Regions from separate parts of the Mus musculus genome. Here region 1 is linked to region 2. Evidence: chromatin contacts called from public promoter capture Hi-C data. All regions are on one chromosome and are shown on one strand. The core of a region is the stretch at or near the end of the contact, and the rest is flanking DNA. Distances in the headings are between cores, read along the strand shown. Region 1 overlaps Plek (pleckstrin). Region 2 overlaps Ppp3r1 (protein phosphatase 3, regulatory subunit B, alpha isoform (calcineurin B, type I)).

Region 1 (6,758 bases), core at 367-2,866, 200 kb before region 2:
CTGATGAATTTCCACATATGTATTTAGTTATTTGTATGTATTGATTTATCACACATGTTTGGGAACGTCTTCTGATTGTTGACAAGCCATGGGTTTTACTCATGGCAGATTGTTGCTGTGTATGTGTGAAAACTTCTTGCTGCTCATCCACAGAAGGAAATTTAAGACACGAGAGTACCCAGTGTATGTGTGTATAAATACATCCTAATCAGCCCGGAAAAAGATGTTTGCAAGAACATATCACAAAGTAAAATCCCCCAAAACCTCAAAGCCAGTGCCCATGGGTGGAGCCCTTTGCTTAGCTATATTTGACCATAGAGGTTTCCCTTAGGCCACAGAAAACTCAGAACCCAGAATTAGGGCTGGCTATGTGCTAACAGGAAATGCTGCCGTAGCTGATAGGAACGGAGCCAGAACACAGTTACCAGGGTTCCTATGGAAACAAGATAGATACCAAAAGCTGGGAAGAGCTAAGTATATCAATGACAGGACAGTGAGCTTAAGAGCATATATAGATTCAGAAGTCAGGTAAGCTGGGCTTTGAATATGCTGTAACTATAGGGCAAGGGGTCTTGAGCAAGTTTTATATAGAAATGTTCAACCAAAGAATTCTATGCAATTGTGATAAAGTTTTAAAAATTGAAAACCATTGCTCACTACCTTAGATTACCGTGAATGCCTTCGATGGAAGAAGAGACCAAGAAAGGGAAGCTAGGGTTTGTAGTGTGTTCAAACATGCCAGATAGTTCATACATGTTGCTCTATTGGTCCTAACTGCAACACCAATTTCATTTTAACAACAAAGAGGCTCATGTGGCTAAGGCTTGGGCTCCTGTGTAGCTCTGTAAGGAGTCAGGAGAATCTCTAAGAGGTCTAGAAGTAGGTCTTCTACTCGCTGGGAACATGTGCCTGAAGAGGATGTGAGTGCCTCAGAATATTTTCCATTCCTAGCCACACTCACAACCAGAGCCTGCTCTCTGATGCTATAAGATAGTCACCGGAAGCCCCAAACTAGAGGCCAGCCAACTGTTAATGGAAACTGTGAGCCAAAATAAACCTTTCTCTCTCTAGGTTGGTTTATTTGAGACATTTGTTACAGTGATGGAATGCTAGCTAACAGAGGCTGATACTAAGGGAGACTGAATACATAAGTCATGACCTTGCATCTGAGCCTGACCCCAGGCTCCAGCAGTGCCATCATATCTAAGGCTTGCCTGTGGCATCCCTGTGCGTTTTTCCTCCCACCTGCTTTGTTTCCTCCAATGACTTCTAAATTTTATGTTCATTTTGTCCTGAAACTAGGCCAAACACAGCGGGGGTATAATTTCACTCTATTTTTAAGCAACTTCTTAACTTTTTGAACTTCCCCCATTACTTTCTTTTTTCGCTACCATTTCCTCTACTTCTCCTAACACATTCTGCATGGTTTTAAATCCTGTATTTAGATAACGCAGAATACAATCTGAACTGTTGTGCAATTACCTTCCTGTCTTCTTTTTGCCCTAAAGGTGGGAGCCAGAGGTGTTTACATCACTCTCCAAAGAGTCCATAGGCAATGGGCTCCAAGCTCCTGTTTAGCTTTCTTTACCATCTCCTGACAGGCACCAAGTGGTTATTGATGTCTTCATTTATGTAACTTCCTCATTCTGCTTTGAAAGTCACTCACTATGGCACAGTGTGTGTGTGTGTGTGTGTGTGCGTGTGAAAGAAAAACCAAACATTGACCCTTAAATCAGTGCTGCATGATTTCACTATCTTGACTTCTGATTGTGTTTCGGTTTACAGATTAATGTTTTATTTGTCTAACTCCTATCAGTTATATGAGGCAAGAAAATATTTTCCTCCTTTTATCACCTTGTTTTCTGCTTTTTCCTTCTTTTTCTTTCCTAATTTCCATGGTCCCACTGTGTTCCTAGACCACCATCCTCCTACCACGATCCCATAAGCTCTGGGTTTACATATGTGTGCCACTATACCTGGCTTATATATTATTTCTTAAAACCTCTGTGGCTAGTAATAAAGCAACCTTCTTTCTTCCCACCTTAGGTTGGAATACTGAGAGAAAAAAATGTCCAGCCTCTCTTGACAGCATCAGCTGTCCTGCAAGAAGATTCCTCAGCTTTCACTCACTTCAGACGCATTCTGAGGATGGTGGCTACCATGACAGTGTTCAAATCATGTCTGTTATCTTATTGATATGCCTGACAGCATCTGAGTTTTGTTTGTAGATCAAAAAGTTGTTCACATATAAATAGCACGTTTAAATATTCCCTAAGTACCTGCTTTGTCGAGAGACAGCTTCTCCAGAGGAGAAGGCAACTGCTTACATTAGGAAGCCTTCACAAAGCTGCAAGCCATTGTAGACCTCTGTGTTACTATGCACCTGAAGTCCCATGGGAAACAGTCAGTAGGCTATAGCAGAAATGAAATGGAAGCTTAGATGTGTACTTAATGGGTCTTTTCATTTGTCTGAGGATTGTAGTTGAGGTGATATGTGTTAAAGACAGGAAGTATGCTCTGCCTTATCCTTAAACTATGTCTGAAGTGTGGGTGTGTTTTATTATGCCCTAAAGTAAACTGGCTTGAAAAGAAGACTTAATTACTTTTGTTTTATTGTGTGAGTGCTTGCCTGTCTGCATGCATTTATTCCATGTTTCTCTAGTACCTTTGGAGGCCAGAAAAAGGGTATTGGATCCCCTGGAACTGGAATTACAGACAGTTGTGAGCTACTCTGTGGACCTGGGAACAGAATTCCAGTCCTCTGCAAAAACAGCAAGTGCTCTTAATTGCTTAGCCATCTCTTCAGTCCCTGACTATTGTTTTGTTTTAAATGACAAGTATATGCAAATTATTTGAGAAGTAAAATAAAACACTACTCAGAACATAAAAGTGAATCATATAAAGGGAAAGCACTTAATGAGAGGCAAAACAAAGTCAGGACACCCCGAAGACACCAAGCTGAATCCTATCTATTTCAAAACAGAATGCTGACCCCATATTAATGATTATTTAAAGACTAACCATAAATAAAATGTTGTGTGCATTCTATAAAGACAATGTGCTGAAGAGTCAAAGTAAAGGATAGTCTTTTGCCTCTTGGCCATCAATAAAATAATCTGAGAATAGCCAGAGCCACAGGACTGGCAAAGGGAATCGAACACATGCAGAAGAGGAGGTTGTTTGTTTGTTTGTTTGTTTGTTTTTCGAGACAGGGTCTCTCTGTGTAGCCCTGGCTGTCCTGGAACTCACTTTGTAAACCAGGCTGGCCTCGAACTCAGAAATCCACCTGCCTCCCAAGTGCTGGGATTAAAGGCATGCGCCACCACGCCCGGCTGAAGAGGAGTTTTAGCATCAGGGAAATGTTCGCTCTCTCTTTACTGGCACCACAGAACTAAATATGGAGTTAGAAAAATATCCTTAGTGCTGGCAATATGACTCAGGGCTAAGAACTCTGGCTATTCCTTCAGAGGGTCTGGATTCAGTTTCTAACACACACAGACACACACACACACACACACAGAGACACACACACACACACAGACACAGACACACACACAGACACAGACACACACACACACACACACACACACACACACACACACACACACACGGTGGTTCAGTCACCCATAATGCCAGCTCAAGGGGATCTAGGGTCCTCTCCTGGCTTCCACTGGAACAAGGTGTAGCACATGGTACACATATATACATGCAGGCATAACACCCATACACATAAAAATAATATATTTTTTAAAAAATACTCTTTCACATGAATACATGGTTTTATACTTTAGGACAGGAGTAATTAGTCAAATTTAAAAATCATAGGCAAGTTCCTATTTTGAAACAGCTCTGACTAGTAACAGGACCAGGAAGCTCTCAGAGCCCAAGTGGGAGCTGCTTACTCTTAAGACTGGAGAATTGCATGGCTCTGAGATCAGAAGACCTAAAGGAGCTTCATGACATTGATAGTCTTCATCACACGCTCTCTATAGACTCCAGGCCCTCAGTGCTGACACTGTATAGTTCTACCATCTGTTCAACTTGCCTTGTAATCCAGCCCCATCCTCTCTCTGCAGACTGGGGAGACATGCTAGCCAGGCCACTGTCCATGCCTCTCACACATGCAAGGACCCTGAATGAACTAATTTCTGAAAAACTTAAAAGAAACTCAAGGGCTTAGGAGTTGCCCTATGATTGTAAGAAGTGATACGTCATACTCCAGAAAAGAACAAAGGGATGACCCCACCCCACTTCAGATCTCAATCTAAACAGCTTTGGCGTATAGAAAGACCCTCAGCTGCCCCTGGCTTCCTTGGGTCAGTTTCTCAGGAACTACAGCAGCAAAGGCTGAAGGCAGAAATCTCCTCTTGAGAATGTCTGCGTGAGCTACATGAACATGAAGCTGTGAACAATAGCTACAAGATCAGAGAACAAAGGAGAATTCTTAGTGCTCTCAGCACACTTCAGCAACAGTTTCAAAGACAGGTGATGTCTAAAAGAGACCAGGCATATGTGATGAGAGGCAAGAGCCTACTACCTGACCAAAAACAAGACACCAGCAGGACAGCTGGAGACAGTTCGCTTCCGTGGGGATTATAATCACAGAGCATTATGTACTTATTTGCTGTTTGACTTTTTTTTTTCCAACCTACAGAGGACCTCAGAGATATCCTAGTCCATGCCTTTGTTTTCCACAAGAGTCCTGAAGGCCTGGAAAGGCTATGTAGCCTACCGACATAGCTCATTATATGGCTTATGGACATAGAGAGGGTGGAGGGACCAGAGTGAGTGGAGGGGCACAGGCAGTAGTATGTGACACATGGAAGCAAACACCTTCAACTCCTAGGTTCTTTTTGGTTGAATTACCATAGACTTGGACAAGTCATTCACTGAGCTTATCTACACATGGGCTTTCCTCAGGAGGTGATGAGGACTTGAACATTGTCCTTACTTCCCAGTCCGTGAGGCCACCTGGATGGCTTTGATCCACTCAGTACGCTCCTTGGAAGTGGCTGCCTGCAAGTAATAATGAACTTCATCTGCTGTGATGATCTCAAAGAGGTTCTCTTCATCACTCTTCTTAACTGGTAAGAGAGAAAGTCAAATAACCTGTGGGTACCAGAAACTCAACTGTTCTTTTTCCTTCCCCAAGTCATGAAATGCCTATCTCCTAAAGTCTACATGCATAATTGTTGTCTAAGGATACAGGCAGTATTTGTAAAGATAGTTATGTAGAATGACTATTAAGAAACATGTATAATACTTAAGATGAAACATTTTCTTTCATCATTAGTCAGTGTGTTAAATTGCTTGCCTTTGCACACCAATAGTATCTACTGAGTAAATTCTGATGGTGTTTAAGGAGTTCCTTTGTTTTGCTCATAATATAAATATACACATTATATTAAAAGGTACATATATTTATATATACAAACATGCATATATAATAAACCCGAACCAGATCTAACATCAGTCTTGTAAGTATAATCTAAACTGAGACCTAAGTCTGAGCGCTTAATAAAAGATGAAAAGGCAAATAAAGCCAAAAAGTCAAGCCAGAGTGATTCCATGGTCTGCCACCCTTTAAATGGTATGTCTTCATTTGATTCAAGATAAATTATCAGGAGATGAAGACAAACAACCACGCATCAAACAAAACAAATTGTTGTGTAGTTATTCCTGTTGAAAAATGGTCATTGTTATATAGTTTTCTGTGTAATTGTGTGCTCAAAAATGATTTTGTTTTTAAAAAATAAAACAACACAGAAAGGAAGTCTGGCAAGTGACAGGGAAGAAAAATGAAAGCAGGCTGCAAATGCCACATCTCAGTGACACCTTGTGTCCTCTGGGCTTGACAAGGCAGTCGACAGTCACATGGTTAACCCACGCGTCAATCAATGGCATCTAGTGCAGCCCCTTATTTTCAGAGCAGGACCTGAGATCCGGCAGACTGGCATGGCTCACAGTGGGTTTTGTGGCAGATTAAGTAGCACAGAATTAGCCAATTGTGCCCAGCGTTCTTCCCACTGGGCATTCTGCATCACTGCATTGATGTTCTCTTTGTTGCAAAATATTTCCTTATATGGATAAGTACGTGATCTTTAAGGAAAGCCACAACATCAGGAATCATGGTCAAACTCTCTATGGAAGCCAGTTAGGAGGCAATGGGTTTTTCTATCATTGTTCAGTGACTACTCAAGGCATGCACAAAAACACCTCTTTTCCCAAGTTCTGAAAGGTGGGTCAGCTCTTGGGGAAGGGATTGCACTAAACTTGCTCCAAAATTTTCAGATAGTTAATTTGTGTGTGTCATAAATATACGAGCTATAATGAAGTTCCTTCTTACCATCGTGACTGCTCTCTACTGAAGTCACCACACAGCCTCTCAAGTGAACTGCTCCCAGGGGATCTTCACCCTAGAGGAGAGAGGGGCTGCTGTGTCTCCAAAGTACACAGTGTGGGCCTGCCTGGTCCCATTGCTGGAGACCTAGCATAGGGTCAGTCTGTCTGGTAAGAGCAGAGAGAGATGGAAGAAAATCCTTTTCAGAATGTCTACTCTCCCTTTCAAGTTGATGTTTAGGCTTCCTGGAAAAGACGCCAGCAGCACAGGAAATAGTAAGAACTGACAAGTGGTATGCAGGAAATTGAAACCCTTCTCCACATCAGTGGAGTAAAATCAGCTGAGTGAAGAGACACCTGCAGAACAGGAGAAAACCTTGGCCAATTCTACACCAAACATGATATTAGTTAGTATCTGG
Region 2 (7,137 bases), core at 2,135-4,634:
GTTTCATAGGCCAGCTTAAGCAACAGGCTCAAGCGATGCTCTTGCCTCAACCTCCTGAGCACTGAACCACAGGCAGGTTCCCTGCCCACTGAGCCTGGGTTCATGGTGGTGTTAGTATGTTTTAATGAACTCTCCTTTAGGTAGGAATTTCAGTTATCAAAGTTGCATCTTTACTGAAAGACTTTTACCTGAGCCTAGGTTCTATAAGTTCTTGACAGAGACACAAAAACCATGGCTATCCATAGACAACTTACAATCTCAGAGTTATGTTTTGGGGAACAGTACTGAGAAGAGTTTATACTTTGATCAGACCTACTATACTGCAGATATGTGTAACACTTTTGTTTTTCCTCACAAGGTGTACTGTTAAGGAGGGACAATAGTGGACTCTTGTCTTTATGCAGAAAAATATCTTAGAATATTAGTACATACATCAGTTTAATCAGGTGTAAATTTCCGTAGTAAAAGTTACACCTAGATGTAATACCATGAAAGAAGAGTCAGGGTGCTAGGGATTAATCATAGTATAAAGACCTAAAGTATGAATAAGTCAGAGTAAAATTAAGGACGTAAGTAGCTCTCTTCCCAAAAGGAGTAGTTCCTTGGAGTAGATCATTGATTCCTGGCTCTAGGATAGGAAAACGTAATGTGGTCAACGTGTTCTGAACGATGTGTACATATTGGAAGGAGGAGGGGCCACCCAACGAGTAGGAACAAATGCTGCCCAGATGTGAAGTGGTTTAAGTATCAGGTTAAGTGTTATTGATAAGTGATTATAGCTCAGGGTCCTAAAATTCATGAGTCTATGCTAAGAGTAATGGTTGTGCACATCTTGAATCCCAGCACTTGGCAGCAGAGGCAGGGGGAGATCTGAGTTCAAAGCTAACCCGGACTACTTTGTGTTCCAGATCAGCTAAGACCTTGTCTCAAGAAAGAAAAAACCCTTAATACCAAACAAGTCACATTGGAAGAATCATAAACTTAGAAAATTGAACATTTGAGATTTCTCTGGTTATCTCTATACCTCATTTTTTTTATTAGGTATTTTCCTCGTTTACATTTTCAAGGCTATCCCAAAAGTTCGCGGTACCCATCCCCCCAATCCCCTACCCACCCACTCCCCCTTTTTGGCCCTGGCGTTCCCCTGTACTGGGGCATATACAGTTTGCGTGTCCAATGGGCCTCTCTTTGCAGTGATGGCCGACTAGGCCATGTTTTGATACATATGCAGCTAGAGTCAAGAGCTCCGGGTACTGCTTAGTTCATATTGTTGTTCCACCTATAGGGTTGCAGTTCCCTTTAGCTCCTTGGGTAATTTCTCTAGCTCCTCCATTGGGGGCCTTGTGACCCATGTCAGCTGACTGTGATCATCCACTTCTGTGTTTGCTAGGCCCCGGCATAGTCTTACAAGAGACAGCTATATCTGGGTCCTTTCAGCAAAATCTTGCTAGTGTATGCAATGGTGTCAGTGTTTGGAAGCTGATTATGGGATGGATCCCTGCATATGGCAATCACTAGATAGTCCATCCTTTCGTCACAGCTCCAAATTTTGTCTCTGTATACCTCATTTTTTAATTGGGTAATCTGGGCTGTTGTTGTCTAATTTCTTGAGTTCTTTATAGACTTTGAATATTAGCCCTCTGTCAGATGTAGGGTTAATGAACATCCTTTCCCAATCTGTAGGCTGCTGTTTTGTCCTATTGACACCGTCCTTTGCCTTTCATGAGATCCTGTTTATCAATTGTTGATCTTAGAGCCTGAGCCATTGGTGTTGTGCTCAGGACATTTTCTCTTGGACCAATTCATTCCAGGGTATTTCCCATTTTCTCTTCTATGAGATTCAGTGTATCCAGTTTTCCTTAGGTTGAGGTCCTTGATCCACTTGGACTTGAGTTTTGTGCAAGGTGATAAATATGAATCTATTTTCATTCTTTTACGTATAGACATACAGTTAGATCACCACCATTTGTTGGAGATGCTTTATTTTTTCCATTGTATGGTTTTGGCTTCTTTATCAAAAATCAAATATCCATAGGTGTCTGGGCTTATTTCTGAGTCTCGATTCCATTGATTTGTTTCTTTACTAATACCATGAAGTTGTTTGTTTTTCTTTTTGTTTGTTTTTTTTTTTTTTAATAATACTGCTCTGTAGTACATACAGCTTGAGGTAAGAGATAGTGATTCCTCCAAAGTCCTTTTATATAGTTCAGTATGATTTTGGCTATCCCGGTTTTTTTGGTTCTCCATGTGAAGTTGAAAATTGTACTTTCAAGGTCTATACAAAATTGTATTGAAATTTTGGTGGGGCTTACCCTGACTCTTTAGGTTGCTTTTGGTAAATAGCCACTTTGACTACGTTAGTCCTACCTGTCCATGAGCATGGGAGATCTTTCCAGCTTTCATCTTAAACTTGCATGATTAGAATTACACCAAGATATTTTATATTATTTGCTGCTATTGGGAAGGGTGTGATTTCCCTAGTTTCTTTCTTGGCCAGTTTATCATTTGTATAAAGGAGGGCTACTGATTTCTTTGAGTTAATTTTGTATCCTGCCACATGGGTGAAATTTGTGATGCCTTGTCTGCCCTTAGTGGGAGAGGCTGTGCGTAGCCTCCCAGAGACTTGATGTGCCAGAGTGGGTGGATATCCAGGTGGGCCCCCAGGTTGACAAAACCGTCACCAACAATAAAATAGGACAAATCCTATAGAGATACCTCCCCACCCCCAGAAAAGACAGTCTCATGTCATAGAGGCCAGCCTTGAACTCACAAAATCAATGAGGATTACTTGTTCTGCCTTTATCATCTGACTCCTGGGTCACAGATGTGCACCACTGTGCCTGATGTATTTTGTTGGGACATATTTATGATATGTATTATGGGAGAGTAGAATATATTATATGAATAGAGAATAGGAGACTCTAGTATTATGAATAGAGAATATTATAGGAAAATAGAATATAGATTTACTTTATTTTTTATATATATAAATTAGGTGGTAGAATATAATTATGGTCTTCTCTGCGTGGCTTTTTTTTTTTGAAAATGTTTTACTCCAATTATAATATGATGCTTTTTTCATTGTCAGACATTGAATTTTGTGCTCTTTTGCTGGACTGCACCCCAGTGCCTTGTGTATTGTGGTCTGCTCACCCCTCTTGCATCACAGCCTTCCCAGCTCTGTGAGCATCAGAGATAGTTTAGTCCACTTACTAGTTCTATCCTTGGCTTTGGGATGTCCAAATGCAACTGAAGCTGGAAGGAGCTCCCTATAGATTTCAGGGTGCTGCAGATTGTAGGTCTCTGTATGTTCCTGTACTTCTCAGTTCTCCAAGGGCAGACCCCAGGTTCCTTTTTATATCAGTGATTGCAACTCATTTCTGAAAAGTGCTGCTTGATGCAACTTCCTGATGTCCTGTTCTGTACTAGTCACACGGCTGATGGAGCATTACTCCTAGTTGGCAGATATTATCTGCTGCGGTGGTGATGGTGGTGGTGGGTTTTTTGTTGTTTTGTTTTTTGGTTTGGTTTGTACTTTACTCAGTATAATGACGGTTCTTTGCTGGGCTCCAAGTGCACACCTTTAGTACATGTTAGAAAGACGCAGGATGAGTTCAGGGCTGGCCTGCTCTACCTAGTAAATTCCGTGCCAGACAGTTCCGTAGTAAGACTTGTCAAAAATACCAAATACATAGGTTACCCTGAAAAACCAAGCAGCTGATTATTTGAGGACTTCATCATCAAGTGATCTTGTGAATTACGTGGTCATATTGTACAATACTTCAGTTCTGCAGGCTTTCTTATGTAAGTTTAAAACATGTTAGCTTTAGGAAACACGGCTCTGTATTTTCTCTAGAATACCCTTTCCCTCCTCTAATGGAGAAAATACATAAGTTAGGCAACAGGATGACTTCTTATATAAAGAAATACTTAGAAGCAAGGTCCCCACCCCCACCCCCCGCTAGAAGCAAGTTTTAATGGCTGTTTTGTACAGGGTTTATTAACATTGCTGTTAACATCTTACAGAATTTTAAAGTTCTGTTTTAGTGAATGAGTGTACTTGGTAATGAGGATTCTCTTCTTAACAGCGCATATTGCAGTCTTATTAAACTCTAAGCAGAAATGATTAGAATTAGAAATGATTAGCTTTTTAACAAAATAAGTTAGCCTGATGTGTTGGCACAAGCTTTTGATTCAGACATTCAAAGTCAACCTTGCCTATACTGGGAGTGTAAGCCAGCCCGAGCTTTGAAACAGTGTCTCAAAAAAGAAATAAACAAACCAAACAGCTCATCCAGCCAGACAAGCCGTGCATTGCCAGTCTCTGAAATGTGGGATTTTCTGTGTAGTGTGTTTATGGTGCTACAAATACTTGATATGTTTTCTTGCCAGTTAAAAAGTAAGTATAGTTTATAATTCTGAACATAAATTTATGTTTAGAATTTATAGCTCATTTGCCTGTTTTGTCCGATAAAATAGTTGCTTAATATTCTAAAGATATTTAGGTATATCTCATAACTAATTGATTCTTTCTTCCTTCCCCAGGGAAATGAGGCGAGTTACCCTTTGGAAATGTGCTCACACTGTAAGTTGAATATAATGAGAGCAAGCATGTGTTTTGCTTATGAATCTGGGGGGAGGGGCAGGCACACATCTCTATGATGAGTACTTGATTTTTTATCAAATGTGGCCTACATTTAAAATGGAGAAGGCATGGAACACACACTCTTGAAGTTACTGAAGTAGGAAATATTTAAAAAGTAGATTTTATTATTAATATATACACAACATTAAAGGTTAAACCCCTAAATCTCTGTGAACTAAGAGGGCTCTTTTCAAAGTGAATTTGTAATCATGTTTTTTGTTTGTTCTGTTTTGTTTTGTTTTTTTTTTTTCTATTTGTTGATCCATGGATCTGGGCTTCTTTGTTTTGTAATGTTAATAACTGTACCCAGAATTCCCCAGATCATTGGGGAAATGGAATTGCAAAAACATGAAAGCCGAGTTTCGTGGGCTAGAACTTGTCACATAACTGGGTCAGCTGCCACCTGAACTAGGGAGAAGAGAAACAGATGTGTGAAAATTGTATTTTGACATTTGAGACTTTTGGATTTTGATGGAATGGGTCAGGGTGACTCTGAAGACCAGCAGATTTCTAGAGTGAAAGTCAGTTGTCAAAGACTTCAGCTACTGTAAATGTTTCTATATAAGCTTGGGGATGGCTTTTTAACTACATTTTACTTATCCCTACATACAGATGTGGGGGGCAGGGCTCACACGTTTGCCACAGTGTCAGTGTAAGTAGAGATGAGTAGGACATTTGTGGGGATTGGTATTTTTCTTTGTACCATACAGGTCCATAGGATCCAATTGAGGTAGTTTATTAGGTGTGGTGGCAAGCATCTTTACTGGTGTGTCTTGTTTGTTATTATTTTGTTTTGTGGTTTTTTTGTTTGTTTGTTTGTTTGTTTGTTTGCCAGCCCCTTATTTGTCTGTCTGTTTATGAGACCTGTTCTTATAGTGTAGCCTTTGCTAGCCTGTAACTTTTAATGTGGAGCTGGTCTTGAACTCACAGAGATCTGCTCTCCTTTGCTTCTTTGCTTCTAAAGTGCTGGGATTAAAAGCATCCATTAGTCAGTGTCCTGTTGCTGTGAAGAGACACCATGACCATCACGACTCTTAGAAAAGATAGCATTTAATTGGGGCCGACTTACAGTTTCAGAGGTTTAGTTCATTATCATGGCAGAGTATCAAGGCATGCCAGGACATGTTGCTGGATGTGTAGCTGAGTGTTCTACATCCCCAGGCAGCAGAGAGCCTCTGGGCCTGGCTTGGGTTTTACCCCCAGTAACACACTTCCTCTAAAAAGCCATGCCTACTAATTCTTTCAAAAATGCCACTCCCTGGTGGCCAACCATTTCATCTAAGTGACTATGGGGGCCATTCTTATTCATACCACCACATCATGACTGGCTCTTATTATTGTGTGTTTATATATGGCATGCCTGTGTGGACACATGTGCCATAGCATGTGCATGGAAGTTAAAAGACAACCATGGAGTCTGTTCATGTTCGTTCGTTCTCTCTCTCTCTCTCTCTCTCTCTCTCTCTCTCTCTCTCTCTCTCCCTCTCTCTCTCTCTCTCTTTCTCTCTCGATAGGCTTTCTCTGTGTAGCCCTGGCTGTCCTGGAACTCATTCTGTAGACCAGGCTGGCCTCGAACTCAGAAATCCGCCTGCCTCTGCCTCCCGAGTGCTGGGATTAAAGGTGTGTGCCACCACTGCCGGAGAGTCTGTTCTTTCTTATCTCTGTGTGAGGTCCAGGGATTGCATTCAGGTCGTCTCAAGTCCCTTTACCCTCTTGAGGCATTTTTGCCAGTCCAGGTCTTAACTTTATATGTATATTAGATGGAAGCTTAATATTTGAAAGGCTGGATGTTAATTTAGGATTAGAGTTGTTTGTGTGGTTGCAAAGTTCTAGAGCCAGAAGCTTAACATTCACTTTGTAGCTTCCTGATTTTAGAATAGGCCCTTTCATAGTGTGGCTTGTAAATGTTCTTACAAGTTTAATGCAGTCTGCCTTCCCTCCCTCTACTCTTCTCTCTTTCTCTCCCCTCCCCCCTCCTTCCCTTGGTAGCATACGAGGATTGCCATGAGTTGGAGGTCATACTAGAATATGTAATGAAACTGTGTCTCAAAAGACTATGGTCTGTCAGCTAACACATTTGATTTAGTTGTCTGTAGTAGAACCCTAGAGAGCACAGTAGATTTGGGGAACATGTATAATACAGAGTTAATCGTCAGCCTCTGGTCTTCCTGCCTTGACATTCTGAGTACTGGAATCGCAGGCATCTGTCAGTATCTAGTTCATGAGTTATTGATGATGTCTGGTTTTTATCCATTTGACTATTACTTGATAATTTTGAAGTATCTAAGAATTTTAATCTAGAAATACCAAAAGCCCGTGTGAATACTTGTAAATTTACGATTCAAAACTAAAATCTGGCCATTTTATTTTTGTTAATTTCATTTGTGCCTAGGTCTCTGTGTGCAAGTGTTAGACCAGAAGAGGCTGGTCCCCTGAATCTGGAGTTAGATGCAGTTGTTAGCTACCTGGGTGTGGGTACTAGAATCTGGCTA

What was found. Promoter capture Hi-C pulls out the DNA fragments that hold promoters and counts their contacts.
Region 1: a promoter capture Hi-C map of the HPC-7 cell line shows a contact between it and region 2. The contact joins two enhancer-like sites. A contact is called at or near these places in 8 of 39 promoter capture datasets (the C10 cell line, the HPC-7 cell line, HPC-7-derived erythroid cells and 5 more), 1 of 115 datasets of contacts at active chromatin or transcription factors (effector CD8 T cells) and 2 of 9 other capture datasets (adipose tissue and pancreatic islet).

The regions. Positions count from the first base shown.
Region 1 is chr11:16,976,850-16,983,607 of GRCm38.p6, forward strand. Plek (pleckstrin) reads right to left here. Exons shown (of 10, transcript NM_019549.2): 8 at 6,347-6,416; 9 at 4,952-5,084. Among named protein-coding and RNA genes, the nearest start is that of Plek, 28 kb to the right of the region's middle. Within about 2 kb of position 1,617, at least 84 of the 459 cell types and tissues checked have an H3K27ac peak or open chromatin away from gene starts, as enhancers often do. A contact at or near this core is called in the HPC-7 cell line and neutrophils, where this site is marked.
Region 2 is chr11:17,177,562-17,184,698 of GRCm38.p6, forward strand. Ppp3r1 (protein phosphatase 3, regulatory subunit B, alpha isoform (calcineurin B, type I)) reads left to right here. Exons shown (of 6, transcript NM_024459.2): 2 at 4,546-4,585. Among named protein-coding and RNA genes, the nearest start is that of Ppp3r1, 22 kb to the left of the region's middle. Within about 2 kb of position 3,385, at least 27 of the 459 cell types and tissues checked have an H3K27ac peak or open chromatin away from gene starts, as enhancers often do. A contact at or near this core is called in the HPC-7 cell line and neutrophils, where this site is marked.